Linked DNA regions of Mus musculus: region 1 is linked to region 2. A link is a contact called in public Hi-C data. All regions are on one chromosome and are shown on one strand. The core of a region is the stretch at or near the end of the contact, and the rest is flanking DNA. Distances in the headings are between cores, read along the strand shown. Region 1 overlaps Arhgap28 (Rho GTPase activating protein 28). Region 2 overlaps Arhgap28 (Rho GTPase activating protein 28).

The links. A called contact is a pair of places that touch in the nucleus more often than the background predicts.
Region 1: a Hi-C map of muscle stem cells shows a contact between it and region 2, with 2.2 times the contacts expected there. The contact joins two enhancer-like sites. A contact is called at or near these places in 21 of 484 Hi-C or Micro-C datasets (the 3T3-L1 cell line, the C2C12 cell line, MC3T3-E1-derived osteoblasts and 12 more) and 1 of 9 other capture datasets (adipose tissue).

What each region holds. Positions count from the first base shown.
Region 1 is chr17:67,986,480-67,990,561 of GRCm38.p6, reverse strand. The region is part of intron 1 of Arhgap28 (Rho GTPase activating protein 28); the gene reads left to right. Among named protein-coding and RNA genes, the nearest start is that of Arhgap28, 16 kb to the left of the region's middle. Within about 2 kb of position 1,426, at least 144 of the 459 cell types and tissues checked have an H3K27ac peak or open chromatin away from gene starts, as enhancers often do. A contact at or near this core is called in adipose tissue, embryonic fibroblasts, muscle stem cells and 2 more, where this site is marked.
Region 2 is chr17:67,864,838-67,868,920 of GRCm38.p6, reverse strand. All of the region lies in intron 10 of Arhgap28 (Rho GTPase activating protein 28), which reads left to right. Among named protein-coding and RNA genes, the nearest start is that of Arhgap28, 140 kb to the left of the region's middle. Within about 2 kb of position 2,145, at least 63 of the 459 cell types and tissues checked have an H3K27ac peak or open chromatin away from gene starts, as enhancers often do. A contact at or near this core is called in adipose tissue, embryonic fibroblasts, muscle stem cells and 2 more, where this site is marked.

The DNA.
Region 1 (4,082 bases), core at 177-2,676, 120 kb before region 2:
GTGTGTGTCTGTGTGTGTGTGTGTCTGTGTGTGTGTGATTTTAAATCAATTCTTGGTTATAGTGTATCCAGAAAGGTTTTTACTATTGCTGGCTTCTTACCCATTCAGTTATTCGACCGCTTGTCGTTTGAGGCTCTGAGGTCTCAGCTTTTACTTTAGAAGCTGAGTTGTGTCCCAGATCCTTGTGGGCATTCCATATAATTTCAAGAGAACGCCTTGAGCGACAGATACCTGGGAAGCTGAGTCCAGGAATTTGAGGCCAGCCAGGTAACCGAGGAATACCTGGTTTTCAACAGCAGGATGAGGGGGGGATGTTGTTGTTTTCCTTTGCCTCCTGTGCTGTAAGCTTTAAGCACAACCCCTATCCATCACCGATCCTTATACATTGAGGATGCTGACCTAAGATGGCCCCCATTTAGAAACTGGACCTCTTGGTCTGGCTTTGAATCTTCTGGGGAAGCCAGATTCAGATCTGCCTCCAGGCTCTGGTTGCCCGTGTCTGTTTTCTCAGGCACTGGGGTCGATAAAGTTTAGTTCTAATGACAGCGAAGAAGGCCCCGTGATTGGACAATTTGTTAGCTTCAAGTAAATAGTTGTGTGGCCTTTCCTGCTAACTGCCTGCTCTTAGGAAGTGACATTCCCTGCACTTAGCCAGCCTAGGACTTCTGAGTATCTTGATGACAGAAACTAAGCTTCCTGTGACCTGTCAGGGGTGACTGGAGCGTGGAAGGCAGAGCCTCCATGGCTTTATCAGAGAGGCAAGGCAGGGAAACAGGTCTTTAGTTGGGGCTTCTGGGCTTATTTGCTCTCAAGGTCCTTTGGCTGTTTGTTGGTCACCTGCTTCTAGCTCCCGTGTAGCATCCATTCAGGCCCCTGACATGGTCTGCAGTACTCAGTCAGACCAAGAGCCAGGACCACAAGGAGGGAAAAGGGGCTCCTTGCTGGGAAACACCAAGGTTTTAAAAAGAGGTAGTATCAGTGACAACGTAATTTCCTCAGTTTCCTCTCCGGTGCTGGGACGACATCCCGGTCATGTTATCTCCTCCAGTGTAACTCAGAGTTGGCAAAACAGACTTGTGATGTTTCGTTGGCATCCGAAAGAAAAACACTTACTGACCTCAGTGAAGCAGCCAAGCAGTTAATGGGGGATGGGGGAGGGGTGGGGTGTGTGGGGGGAGCTGACTGAAAATTTCCACACATGCTGTTTTGAAAACCCAAGCACAGATGCCTGGGCCTGGAATTTTTAACCTAAACTCCATTCCCTCTTAATTTGAACCATCTCTGGAATCTCTAGGTCTACTTGGAGACTATTTCCTGTCAAATCCACATTGTGGTTAGTTGCAGAAAGCCCAGTACTGGAGGACGAGTCCTCATCTGGCTTCTGGCGCGTGTCATTGGAGGGAGCTGGCCTTGTACGCTGTGCCTGTGTGTTTGAGGCTGTGTCATGCCCTGTGAGGCCCTGAGTCAGGGCCAGCTAAAACAACATGACTCACTGTTTATAAGAAGTCCCACTGCGGCAAATTCTGATTAGACCGAGCCTAAACAAACGCGATACTCCCCGGATGCCAGAGCTTCAGAAAGTCCTTGCTATGCAAGGTGACACTTCAGCACCAGCTCTGCTAGGAGTTCAGGGGAATGCTTTGCTGTTCAGGAACACTAACCATCAGTTAACCAATTCCTACCCAGGCTGCGCACCCCTTTGTCTCTTTCAACGTCTCCATACATACATACATACACACACACACACACACACACACACACACACACACACCCTCCTCAAACCAATTTTCATTCATTGTTTTCTAAATTTGGTTTAAGACCAATTTGGATTGAGATCCATAAAATTAAAACTGCAGTTTCAAGCCGGGCAGTGGTGGCGCACGCCTTTAGTCCCAGCACTTGGGAGGCAGAGGCTGGCAGATTTCTGAGTTCAAGGCCAGCCTGGTTTACACAGTGAGTTCCAGGACAGCCTGAGCTACACAGAGAAACCCTGTCTCGGGGGGAAAAAATAAATAAAACTGCAATAATTTCCTGGCTGTTACTTTTCCTGCAGCCCAGTGAGTTCTCAGCCTCCATTCCTCTAGACTATAAAATACGACTTTAAAAGGAGTGGAAAAATGGTAGCTGGTTGACAAAGTCGTTCAGGTGGGGATGACCTAACGCAGGTCATGTGGCCATGAATGAAATGGGGACACCAGCAAAAGAAGTTTGTAGAATTTGGTGGCTACACAACAGACCTTAGGAACCATGACTTGTGTTCTGTCTGGGGGTATCGACTAAGATTTGACATTCTAGGTATTGAATAAATGGTGATTGCGGGTCAGCACTGAGTTTCCCAGGTGGCATTTGGTCCTGTAGGCTGGTGAGACAGAGAAGCTTGGATGCCCATCAGACAGTCCTCTGAGGATGGATGTCTAGGAAGGTTTTGAGAAACATTTGCTCGTGGGAGACTCGTGTCGAGGACAGTCACATCTGGACTGGGGAGGATTGGGTGGGAGAGTCCTAAAGACAGCAGTGGATGGAACCTGAAGAGTTTTACTAGCTAGGGGGATGGGAGGAGGTTGGCAGGGCCTGAAAGCCATGGCAGTAACCAGGAGGGCAGGGACATGTGAGCCAACACCATTTATCAGCAGCATCAACAATGGTAAAATGGCAAGTGAGGGTGACAACAGAGACTCATTCATGGGCTCTTTTTAGTGTGATGAACTTGGCTGCTGTGGGTTTCATAGAGTTATGGAGGCAGAAGCCAGTTGGATGCAGGAGTGGGAGGTAATGGGGAGCTGAGTACAGCCGTGGGGGCAGCAGGCGGCTGGATCCTGCAGAGGAGCCTTGAGAGGGATGATTGACAGATGAGGCAGAACAAAGGGGGCTTCTTTAGTTGCTCATTTGTTTCCCGTCACTCTTTATTTATGTATTTGCTTTGTCTAGATTACCGTTAGGACTGTTTGATCACACAGACGAATGGGATTTACTGTGGCAGTTTATGCATGCATATATCCTGCATTGATCATCTCCACATGTCAACTTCTACTCTCCTTTCTGCCCTCCCTGCTCCTTGCTATCCTTAAAGGAGGGAACTTAAAACAAAACATAAAAACGAACAAACAAACAAAACCCAAAGAACTGAAAATCTGACAACAGTGAAGAAAGAAGAAGCCTAGCATTTCTAAAGTCCATTTCTCCTCCTTGGGTAACGCATAGTGTGGTTTGGGTGAGGTTTGAGAGAGAGCACCAAGGTTTGTATTTTGGAGACTTGGTCGCCCTTTGGTTGTCCCCGATGATAGTGAAAAGAGGAAGATATTTTAGAGGCAGGGCCTAGAAGAAGGGGTTAAAGATCTTGCTACAACATTCTCAGGAGAATTGATGCGGTTTGTAAAGGACTGTTAGTTCTCCCGGGCACAAGCTGTAATAGAGCAGGGCTGTTCTCCATGCTTGGCCCCTTCCGTATGCAGTCAGCCCCCTTTTCTTGGCATTTGTGGGCTCTGACATGGCCATCAAGCCCTTGTGAGCATACTGACTCCTTGCTATTTGAACTTCCCATTCCCCAGAAGCACGGGCCAATCAAACCTCTGTCATTTGCAGAGTAACCAGCTTCATTCTGAAGATGTAGCTCAGTTGGTGGAGGGCTTACCCAACAGGAATGAAGCTCTGAAATTTGGTCTCCAGCATTGGATAAAGCCAAGCATGGTGGCTCATGCTGGTGAGTCCAGCAACTTGGGAGCTAGAGGCAAGAAGATCAGACCTTTGAGATCAGCCCCGCAACGAAGCTACATAACTGATCATAGCAACGCCAAAGAAACTAGAAGGAAACATTTTCGTTTTCAGAATGAAGCTTTGTTAGTATCAGCCCTGTTTAGTTTATAGTCCTCATTACTGAATCCTTCACTGTCTCTTTCAAACAATGGCTGCTTAGTGAGCATAGTGAAAACTGAAGTGTAGAAATCAGGCCTTTAATGAGATGCTTTCAAGCACATCTTCCAAACTTGGATTATGAGTTTATAATATAGAGTTTTCCCTGGGAGTCTGTACATTAACCTTTATTTATAGGATAACACAAGGTCTTGATAAAATGCTTGTCCACT
Region 2 (4,083 bases), core at 896-3,395:
AGACGTGAGCTAGCCTTGGTCAGCGTTCAGTCGCTCAGGACCCGAGAAACACTTATAAAATAAAGTATTTGGTTGGGGGGCTTGCTTACAGTTTCAGAGAGTGAGTCCATTGTCATCGTGGCGCGGGGGCTGGGGTGGGAACATGGCAAGAGCATGGGAGCGTGGTGGCACTCAGGATGCTGCAGCAGTTGCTAAGAGCTTCATCATGATCAGAAGGCAGAGAGAAGAAAAAAATGGGCCTAGCATGGGCTTTAGAAAACTCAAAGCCAACCCCCCACCATGACGCACTTCCTCTACCAAGACCACAGCTACTTCCCGAGGCCACACCTCCTAACCTTTCTCTAATAGTGCCACTTCCTAATGACTAAAGCGGTCAAATATATGAGCCTATGGGGGACATTCTTAAGCCACCATGACCCAGTTCCAGTGAGCATCAGAAATCTCGTCTCTGTGACCGCCGTTGTCCCTTTGATAGTATGGCTTGGCTTGCCATAATACTCTTAAGTACTTCGGTTGTATGTCTCTTCCATGCTGCGATTCTTAGAAGCTAGAAGAGTGAAACATTGCCATTAAAACTGTTGCTTGTCTTCAGATTGGAGTTTGAAACACCCGGACCTGTTTAGGGGATCAACTTTTTTTTTTTTTTTTTTTTTTTTTGGCCTTTAGGAGTCTTTGAGCTTTTACTTCCATTGCTAATTGCTCACAGCTGAGACCCATTCTTAGCTTCTTCTTTGGTCAGATTTCATCTAAGAATTTGTAGCAGTGCTCCTAACCACTGGAGTACTCACTCAGCAGCAGCTCTGAAACCCCAGTTCCATGTATGGTAATGCCAGCATCTACATAAAACCGCAGCGCAGCAGTGTGAATTCCTTTGCTCTGCCTTCTTATACCCACACAGGCAAGCTCTACAGAGCAGTGAGGAGTCCTGGAGGGGCGAACCTTTTCTAGTAAAAGCTTTCATTGTGCTTCCTTTTGGGCACACACATGCCTACGTTTTGGTCACCCCAGTCTGTGGACACCCAATGATGGGCCTTGAAAAGAATGTGCAAGTGGTGGTGAAGAAATGATTGTGATAAGCCAATGAAAGAAAAGGCACAGGGGTGGAGAGGAATCCCTTCATTAATTCACTTATACTTGAGGGAATCTATACCTATGAGAAGGGTCAAGGTAGAAATGTTGAAATATGGTAGCATATTTCTTTTCCTTTTTCTTTCTTTTTTTTTTTTTGTTTTTTTTTTTGTTTGTTTGTTTTGTTTTTTTGTTTTGTTTAGTTTGGTTTGGTTTTTCGAGACAGGGTTTGTCTGTATAGCCCTGGCTGTCCTGGAACTCACTCTGTAGACCAGGCTGGCCTCGAACTCGGAAATCCGCCTGCCTCTGCCTCCCAAGTGCTGGGATTAAAGGCGTGCGCCACCATGCCCAGCCAGCCTGCAGCATATTTCTTGAGTGAAAAGAAATTAAGTAGGCTGTGTCTATTGGCTCCTCCAAAGCAACAATGGACTGGTTGGTAGTGAAAGAGAGCTGGTAGGACCTGGGCTATGGTACAAGCTTGTCACTTCCTCCCAACAGGGGAGCCCTGCACTGGGCAGAATGGTGCAAGCCTGGAGCCATCTACCTGATCAGTCACCGGCTAGCATAGGTGCTGGGCCTGACCAGCCGACAGAATCGGCCACCTGAGCCTCTTTGTAAATGAATGTGGCAAGTTCTCATTTGTAGGGATGTCTGAAGATGGGCAGGTTGGAAATTAGGACTCCATTCAGCAAGGAGCTGGTTAAATACTAACACAGTTTCATTTGGAAGGCTCCTGAAGTGAGCTTGTTTTGATTTATCGTGTTCCGTTCATAGGCACGCCTCTGGGGAGAACACGCAGTAATGAGGATAAAGTGTGGACTGCTTTGGTTGTCTAAGTTATCAGCTGAGTCAGAGACTAGAAAGAGAGCCAAAGAGCCAGGCTTCGCCACCAGAATCAAACTCCACGCCTCTAAGCCCCTCTCTGTGCAGATCCACTGTGAAGAGAAAAGTTTCTTACGTGCCCCGCGTATGATGTTAGAGTGGGAGTTACGTTTCTTCGACAACCCTTTCTTTGTGTGAAACCTGCTTACCGAAGGCTGATCACCCTTCAGTGTGTTCACTGACGCATGAGTACCCACCCCGAATTTAGGGCAAGGTCTATTTTCCCTTACTGTTTTTGACGTTGTGTCAGCCGGTTTATTCTGCCGCTTGTTAGTCCACAAATGCAATCCAGATGTTTTCCTAGCTCTGGTTTCAGGCAAGCAAGCATGGAAGAAATCTGAGCCAGTGAGCAGATACTGGGAAAACGCTGTGGCTAGAGAGACAGTGGCCCTGGATACGTTGCCTAGGCCTTCACGTCCCCTTTATTCAAACCTTCAGTACCTGTGCTGGTTAAGTTTTCTGCTGTGTTTTCCTTATCCCCGAAGTACATTTCTGACAACGTGCTTGGGGAAAGGCAGTTTTCAAAAGCCATTATAATTACTCTTGATTCGAGCCAAGTAAATGACAGCAGCCATTGTGTGGGGGGTGGGGGTGGGGTGCTGATATTGAGTGGTCCGGCTTTGCGTTCTAGATGATCAGTGGGCCTGACAGGGACTCAGGCCTGAGAGGAAGCTGCTCACCTAGAGCCAAACGAGCTGCAAAGCCAGCTTCCAAGTCTGAGGCCCACAGATCATTTGGAACCAGTTTGATGCTTTGGAATGCTCAGTGATGTTCTTTTCAAAACATCGCAGAAATCTGAGCCAAACGCTGGGAACGTGTTTTATGGAAGAAGGCAGACTGTTTGACGTGTAAGCTCTCCTTGCCTCTGCTGCCTGTTGTTCTGAGGTTAGCTGTAGGTGCTTTGGAGTTATGCCACCCTGTGTGTTTGGTCTCTCTCCCGAGCTGGTAGCTTCAGGCTGGGGCTTTGCTTTTATTTATTTATTTATTTATTTTGTGAAGATGCTTCAGAAACTGATGTAGCCTTCTCTGTGCTCCAAAGAGACTTAAGGACACGACTTTGACTCTGCCTGTGTTCTCCTTAGTGGTAAACAAAAAAAGAGGTTTCTAGTGACTGATAGATTGGCGGGTTGGGTAATTGGTGGATTGGTTGGTTGGTGGGTTGGTGGATTGGTTGGTCGTTGCTGGGTTAGTTGATTGATGGGTTGATTGGTTGGTTGATGGGTTGGTTGGTTGGTTGATGGGTTGATTGGTTGGCTTTTTTGAGACATAAACTCATCATTTGAACCCAGGCTGGCCGCATACCCATCAGTATCCTGCCTTGGCACCTAACTCAGCAAGCTTGACACAGATTTCAGTTTCGCAGCCTCTGGAAGCCGTAGAAACGCTTGTGTTTGGCATGAGATGAACAAAACGGCTGGCTCTGTTCGGGACTCAAAGTAGGCGTCTCACGAGAACGAGGCAAAGGCTGTAAAAAGGGAAAGGCTACTCAAGTCTCATTTAAGTTATCTCTTTAGGGCTGTATCAGTCTGATGCTTCCAGGTGCCTGCTGTTTGAGGTAAACCCTCAAGTCCAAAGGCATGGTAGAAAATGAGTTTGACCATAGTAAAGAAGCTTAAAGAACAGTTGCCACTGATAAACAGATGACCCGATAATGCAGACTCTTTCAAGTAGGACCTGACTGTGAGTGGAACTTACAGAGAAAGGCCTGGTGCTTTAACACAAGCTGTTTGCCTAGTGCACTGGAGCAAAGGATACACCAACATGTGGAAGGTGTGTGTGTGTGTGTGTGTGTATGTGTGTGTTGGCAGAGCTGCTGTACCCGTTCCAGGAAAGTCATTATTATGCCTGCACTCTGCAGTGAAGTCAGAGTTACTTTATTGGGGCATTTCTCATTCCACATGTGAAAGAGCGGAGAGGCATGTGTTCATGGTCTGACTTAGGAGCAGAAGGGAGGGTAGCAGCAAGGTTATGATGAACGGAAAATGTCAGTTCTGTCAAATTTGAGCAAAGACTTTATCATGTGGGGGCTGTGCTATCCCACCAAAACCACAGAAGTAGAGCTACAGACTCAGTAAAGAGGTTTTATAGCTGTGCAGAATTGGCCAATTGTTTCAAGATTATTACTGTTTTGAG